2 separate regions of the Drosophila melanogaster genome follow, and region 2 is linked to region 1. The links are chromatin contacts, called in public Hi-C maps. All regions are on one chromosome and are shown on one strand. The core of a region is the stretch at or near the end of the contact, and the rest is flanking DNA. Distances in the headings are between cores, read along the strand shown. Region 1 holds the start of drn (doctor no). Region 2 holds the start of cwo (clockwork orange).

The links. Hi-C and Micro-C count contacts between places; a contact is called where the count stands out from the background.
Region 2: a contact with region 1 is called in a Hi-C map of the Kc167 cell line, with 2.6 times the contacts expected there. A contact is called at or near these places in 2 of 107 Hi-C or Micro-C datasets (both in the Kc167 cell line).

Annotation. Positions count from the first base shown.
Region 1 is chr3R:9,338,662-9,341,949 of dm6, reverse strand. drn (doctor no) reads right to left here and starts at 1,296. Exons shown (of 5, transcript NM_001275480.2): 1 at 1,181-1,296. It overlaps lncRNA:CR43301 (long non-coding RNA:CR43301), which reads left to right and starts at 1,958. Exons shown (of 1, transcript NR_048352.1): 1 at 1,958-3,288.
Region 2 is chr3R:10,386,661-10,389,987 of dm6, reverse strand. It overlaps cwo (clockwork orange), which reads right to left and starts at 1,730. Exons shown (of 4, transcript NM_080036.3): 1 at 551-1,730. The coding sequence starts at 609. It overlaps lncRNA:CR44938 (long non-coding RNA:CR44938), which reads left to right and starts at 2,603. Exons shown (of 2, transcript NR_125128.1): 1 at 2,603-3,143.

The DNA of each region.
Region 1 (3,288 bases), core at 47-2,546:
GGGTAATTGAAGCCAAAAACCAACGTGGATCTGATCCTCCAAACGCGAAGTGAAGTCTCCAAGCACTCTAACAGAAATGAGCGGACCTCGCAACGCTTGATGACTGCGACTGGCGAGCTAACAGAGCTCTGTTGGTGGCAATTTGGTGATGAGAGCGTGAGTCTGTCACTCAACTTCTCCGGTTGAAAGCAGTTAACAATACCAGGAGTATGTAGGATTGAAATGATCGAAATGATTATTATTTTCAATACATTAGCTATAAAAGAAACACTTATTTATATAAAATCGAATACAATGTTTGTTTAAAATTATTTTCAATTTGTATTTTCTCCTCTTGACAATAAAATCAAACGCAAATTGGACCGAAATGTATGTAAAATAAAATTCTTATCGTGACACGACGTAACATAAACTCATGGTCTCATCTCTAGCCCAAACGAGCGCTGTTAACGCAAAAAGAGCGTTGATTGCTGGTGTGGTGAGAAAGTGGTTAGGAAAGGGGAATGAAGGATGACAGGCTAAAAAGAAATCGCCAGTCAACGGAGAGAAGCCATGTAGGAAATAAATTAAATGTGAACCGAGCAAAGATGGTCGAAAATGCGTATTTCCAACGAAAAACACCACGCTATGTTAGCCCAACAGTGCAAAGTGCACACACAATAAGATTGTGGAAGGGGAACAGAGGGAGACAAGAGACAAAAGACCAATGCAACGATAGAGAGTCAAATTTATATCGAGTCCCTGCCAACAAACCAAAACTATTTCCGCTTACTGGGCGTTTCAAGAAACCTTCAAACGCGCTTTTAATAATCTTTATGGTTTTTCGTATGACTTTAAATTGGGCGACGACATAATTTCGACGACGCCATATTGTTCGCCAGCCCAAAGAGAGCTACAGCGTGTTAACAGCCGCAGAGAGCGAAACTGCGCTGCTGCGTCATCAATGCAAACTGCGCACTTTTTAAAAAAAATAATTTTAATATCAATTTCTATGCGTTCACCGAACGGGAAACAAAAGTATTAATGTAGAAATCGCCTAGCGTATGGCGATTGCTTTGTCTTCCCCAATAGTAATCTTTTTGATAACAGTGCCATATTGTGAAATGGCTGTTGGCTGGCCGTGGTGAGTATTTGCCGCAGTTTAACAGGCCTGAAATTTGGTTTTCCAAATCACCCTTACCAAGAGAATGTCCGTTTTGAGGTGCACTTTGTCCAATTTCATTACTGATGTTTCAGAACATTTGTAGTCTAATTTCGTGTTTTGTCCTTACTGAGAATGGAATGAAGCACAAAAGCTTAGTGTTGATTAGCTCTGAAATGCAGTGCTAATAAAAATTATACAGCACTGAAAATATGATTGCCCAGTTTTTGCTCATTACATTCTTTTTGTCTATTTTGTATATATCTAATAAATAATACTTAGAATGTTAAATACAATTTAGGAAATATTATTTTCAATAAATTCATGCATACATTTATTAAATATATATTAGAGGGTATCGTCAATCCGACCACGCTTTCACATCGAAATGTTATTTTGTTGCGATCACTCGCAAAGCAAATGTAAAATCAAAAGCAAATTAAAAAGTCAGAGTGGGGCTAAGAATTCGCTTAATTAGAGGTCATAGGCTCCAATGAGATCGTGTTCATATAAATAATATAAAATATCACTTACGATCCGTAGATAGATACCAGTTTGTAAAGTTTCTCGACAAATATTTCAGCTATCAAAGGTCGCACCTGCCTACGAAATTGGTTCTGCACTAGCCTTGTTGTGATGACAAACAAGCCAAAATAAAAAGCAATAAAGAAAAAAAACCAACCAAAAATAATAACAATTTAAATGAACAGACAGTAAAAATACGCTAGTGCTAACGAACTTTGTAAACTTAAAGGCAAGGTTGCAAGCAGAAAAGCTCCAAAATTATGCGAGACGTACAAAGGCAAACTTAAAAGCGAGCGATACTAAATACTACGTAGTATAAAGTCGCTGAGCGTTAAAAATAAAATATCAGACACGCAACAGCGACGGCTGCCAGCAGTGTTTTCTATAGAAAACGAAAATTATTTCCTGTTTTCAGCAATAACAACCGCGCGTGAGGTGGAAAACGAAAATATTGCCCTGCAGGCGGAGATAACAGAGTTGGGGGTGTCTAACAGTCGTGGTGAATCCGAAACGCATTTGGCCATTGCATTGCAGTTTGTTTACCATCACGTATTAGCCACAAACCTTATAGAGTATGTACATACACATACATACATGTGTATGTATTTATACGTATACCCCGTAGCTTGCCCCATGAAGTTAAAACGACGCAGTTGTAAGAGAAACCAAGACGAGGCGGAGATACAAAGGGGCCTCAAACAATGCGTAAAAAAGGTGATTGATAACAAGGTGCGCCTTACAAATGTTCACTGTCTGCCCTCCACGAGCAATACAGAAATTCGTTTAGACCTCCAATCCATACGAAATTCTCTGCGCTTATCTATTTAAATGCTCTGATTTGGGTAATAGATTTGTATAGATTTGTATGTATGTATGTACATTGTAGCAGAATTTAGCGAGACTTGCAGTATATAAACGTACATAATAATTCCCTTTTTATTGCTTAATAAAAAGAAGCAACTATCTACATAACTCTTCATTTACCTTTAATTTTAGCAATTTTTGGTAAAACATATTACTTATTTGTCACAGTGTCTATAATTATGCTGATACAATTGGAGCTACAAATAGAGGGTGAAACGTTTTTCGTGCACACAGTTGCACTTTATGTAAACATGTGGGCACACGCACAAGGTTGCGGAAGAAGAAAAAGAAGTGCATTGTGCAGTCGAAAAGGAGAAGGAGCAGAGAAAGAGGGCTAAAAGGACAACCATAGAATGAGGGAGCAGACAAGCTTGGTGTATTTTTGGCACACTATCGCCCCCTGTAGCTACCTCTCTTTCTCGCATTCGCTTATACCATTTCGCTGTGGTGCATTCAACCTGCTGGTGAGAGAGACAGGTGCACTTACAGTTCCTCGCGATCAACAGCTGTGTGAGTGATTGCGAATCGGGCAATTACTTAACTGCGTTTGCGAGATAGGGTATCTTAAATTAATATTGTTACAAAGTATTGGAGCTGATAGGATTTCATATTTTATTGTATAGTTTCTGTACTCCAAAATATTTATATTTTCTATAAGATAACTTTCAGTTGGAGCATACTAACTTTCGTATATGGTAACGTATAAACATGATCGTAACTAAATTTCGCGTAAAAAATATATTAAATGATGATGATGA
Region 2 (3,327 bases), core at 481-2,980, 1.0 Mb before region 1:
GACAGTGTCTGCCCACGTTTTCTTCGCCCGATTTTCGCGTTTGTTTTGCAAATGCAAAACGCTTTCTAGCTCGACGGCTAAAAATACGCGGCCCACACATCCCAAAACAGATCCGAATGGTCCACACCCGATCCTGACATGCACGCACATAACGATTATGAGTTATAGAAGAGGAGGCGGAGACTTAGGCTTAACCACTAGAAGCGAGTCTTAGATACACTAAACCATTAAATAATTCACAGAGAAAAGGTATCACAAGTCTTGGGAATCTAAATTAGCAATATGCTTATCCAAAAATTTACGGATTGTTATTTATTTAAGAAAGATTCATTTGGTTTAATTTGTCGTTCAGATACGGATAAAACTTTAACAATTTTCAACTAATTGGAGAGGGCTTTCGGATTGTTGCACATTTTGTGATAAGTTTTCTCTGCGTGCTTAAGCTAAACGCGCACAGGTGAAAGTGAGTGGTTCGATTTAGTCATTGGATTGGATTTTATTTGCTTTCGACTTGCAGCGGGATCTGGCGATCTGTGCTGAGTATACCTACCTCTCATACTTGACCGGATGGGCGGCATGTCCGTTCGTCTCGTTCCAATAGGGCTCCATGGTGGTGCCAATGGGGCTCCTGCTCCTCGATCCACAGACGGAACCGCTCCGCACGCCTCCGCCTCCTCCTCCTCCGGCTGCTTGCACTGGAAACGCACCGAATCCGCTCCTGGGCAGTGTGAACGTTTTGTGGAGCGCCTGCTGCGTCTGCTGCTGCGTCGACGTGGTTTGCTGCAGTTGCGGTGGAATGGTGGAAGTGCTCCTCCTTACGTCAGTGCAGAAATAATTGTGAGATAAATGCCGGGGCGAATTTATGGGCGAGCAAACAGGTTGTCGAGTCGACGGCTGTGCGGCGAATTCACTGCGCGGCGAGTTACTTTTCTCTTCAAAGCTGAGATGAGATATTTTTCTTTCGGGTACTTTTTCACGTTTCACGTCCCGGATTTATATTCGAAATTTTAGAAGGGCATTACGAAGCGGGGTGTTTATTTATGTTGGAACGAGTGAAAAATGCTGATAAGTGTGTACCGCCTGTTTACTCTTTTTCGCTTATCACTGGGTGTGCGTTTGCTAGTGTTTGGGTGCGATAACGATAGCGATAACGTGTTTACTCCTCCTCCTGTTTTTCTTTCGTACTTCTCCTTCTTCTGTTACTGGAGCTTCAATTAAGGTGCACTTGTTGGAACAATTCCTCCTCGTTCGCGGTATCCACACAAAAAACAACAGAAGAAACGCAAATAGTGTCGGAAAACGTGATTGCGCTGCGCGGTTTTTTGTTTAATTTTTGTTTACACGTTTTTAGCTTTTATCAATTTTATGCACACACTGTTATTTGTTTTGTTAATATATATGGTACATGAATAGAGCCACAGAAAACAATAACTTCCTTTCGTTTCACAGTGGAATTTTACCAGCCGCCTCTATATACACACACACACCGATATAAATATATGTACGGGCGAGCGAGCAACGTGATGCGTGTGCGTGTGTTTCACTATTAAAGCACGTATATATAGGTATGTATCAAATTTGTTGTTGCCCCTCCAGCTAATTTTGCTGTTTTTTATTTGCTCTCCCTCTTGCCTTATTTTTTTGTATTCAATTTTTGCACTGTCACGTCACCCGCACCGAACTATTTCCCAAACGTCTGTTCGCGACAAGAGACAGAATCGAAATGAATGAATAAAACTCGCTGGCGGCACGAGACCCCAAAAAAGAGACGAGAGAGCGCCAAATTAATGACGTGCACGCCAAAGGAGAAGAGAGAGCAACATGTGTTGTTGGGAGAGAGAATAGAGATAAGGCTTTTCGTGTGCGGCGAACGTGATTGCCACAGTGGGACAGAAACTCAAATTTTATTACCACAAATTCCCCTGGGAGATAAGCCCAGGGGATTCCTACGACATGATTGGCAAATTTGACAGATTGCCTTTGTTTAGGCAGGGGATATGTTTAGCAGCAAATCAGGCACTAAAATATAAAGTAAGTATACAATTTTCAAAAATCAAATGTTTATGAAATTTGTTAATTTACATGTATCAACCATTAAACGTAACTATTGCCTACTTTAAGGGTAACAACTGGCATACAAATGTATATGCCGACATACCATAATATGATTATATTTCAAGAGACCTGCTTTTAAAGGGAAGTTTTTATAAGTTTGAAATGCATTCTAAGGCAAAATCGCAAAATACCCGATTGGCTCCACTGTGCAGTCGACATTTGGGGGCTTGATGACTAGACAACACGTACTCGCAAACTCACGGCACTTACAAAACCACAAGCAGCGTTGTTGTTGTTGCAGATATTCATAAATGAGTTGCGTGTGAATTATATACATACATATGTACATATATTTATAAGCATTTAGTTTGCCAAGCCGATACCAATATGGTTATGGTTAACTTTAAGTGCACCAATGATTCTCAAGTACGAACTCTGGAGAGTTACCGTTACAGTCTCGGGCTACAAACAATATAACATGAAACCGAAAAAAAAAACAAAAAGAAAATTTATGTGCATATATACTACGAATAACTAAAGAAAACAACGACGCAGAAGCTCAAGGCGAGCAGCAACAACAAAAGTCAGCGGCATACAATAAAACACGTGAAACGTGACAAATTCCAAAGCGAAACAGAAGTCAACTGGGCGGCGGCTGCGTGAGCGAGAGAGAGAGCGCAAGAGAGCGCAAACTGATAACCGGCGCTTGGCAACAACAATCCCAAAGCAAACAACACTCACATATACTCTCTACTCGGCCGACATTTTGTTTTTATTACAGAGCGCAACAGTCGCGACTTTTGTTGTTGTTTCTGTGAGGGCTTCACTTTAAAAAACGAAATAATAATCAAACGCTACATTGGCCCCCTCTCTCTCTCACACTCTTGATCCATTTGCTTTTCGTTTTTAATCGAGACACGTTGAAAGTGGCAAACTCACTAAAAAGTACAAAAAAATAATAATAAATAACAACTCAAAATTCGTGGCGCATGACGTAATTTCTCACGCGAGCCGAGCATGTCAGCGATTTGGCACACACACAAGCGCACATCTACACACACTCACACGCACACCATTGCAGCACTCAGGTTTGTTGTTGGTCACGTGTTGTTGAAATGTTTTCGTATTTACAAAACGCTGTTGTTTTTGTTTTGCGGTTGATTCGGATTTAAACAGTTCGAGCTCCATAACTCGAACTAATATGCTATATAGTTTTGCTGGAAGAAGTGTTTAATTTTATCGCGAAAATACCAACGATTTCTTTTTTCAAAC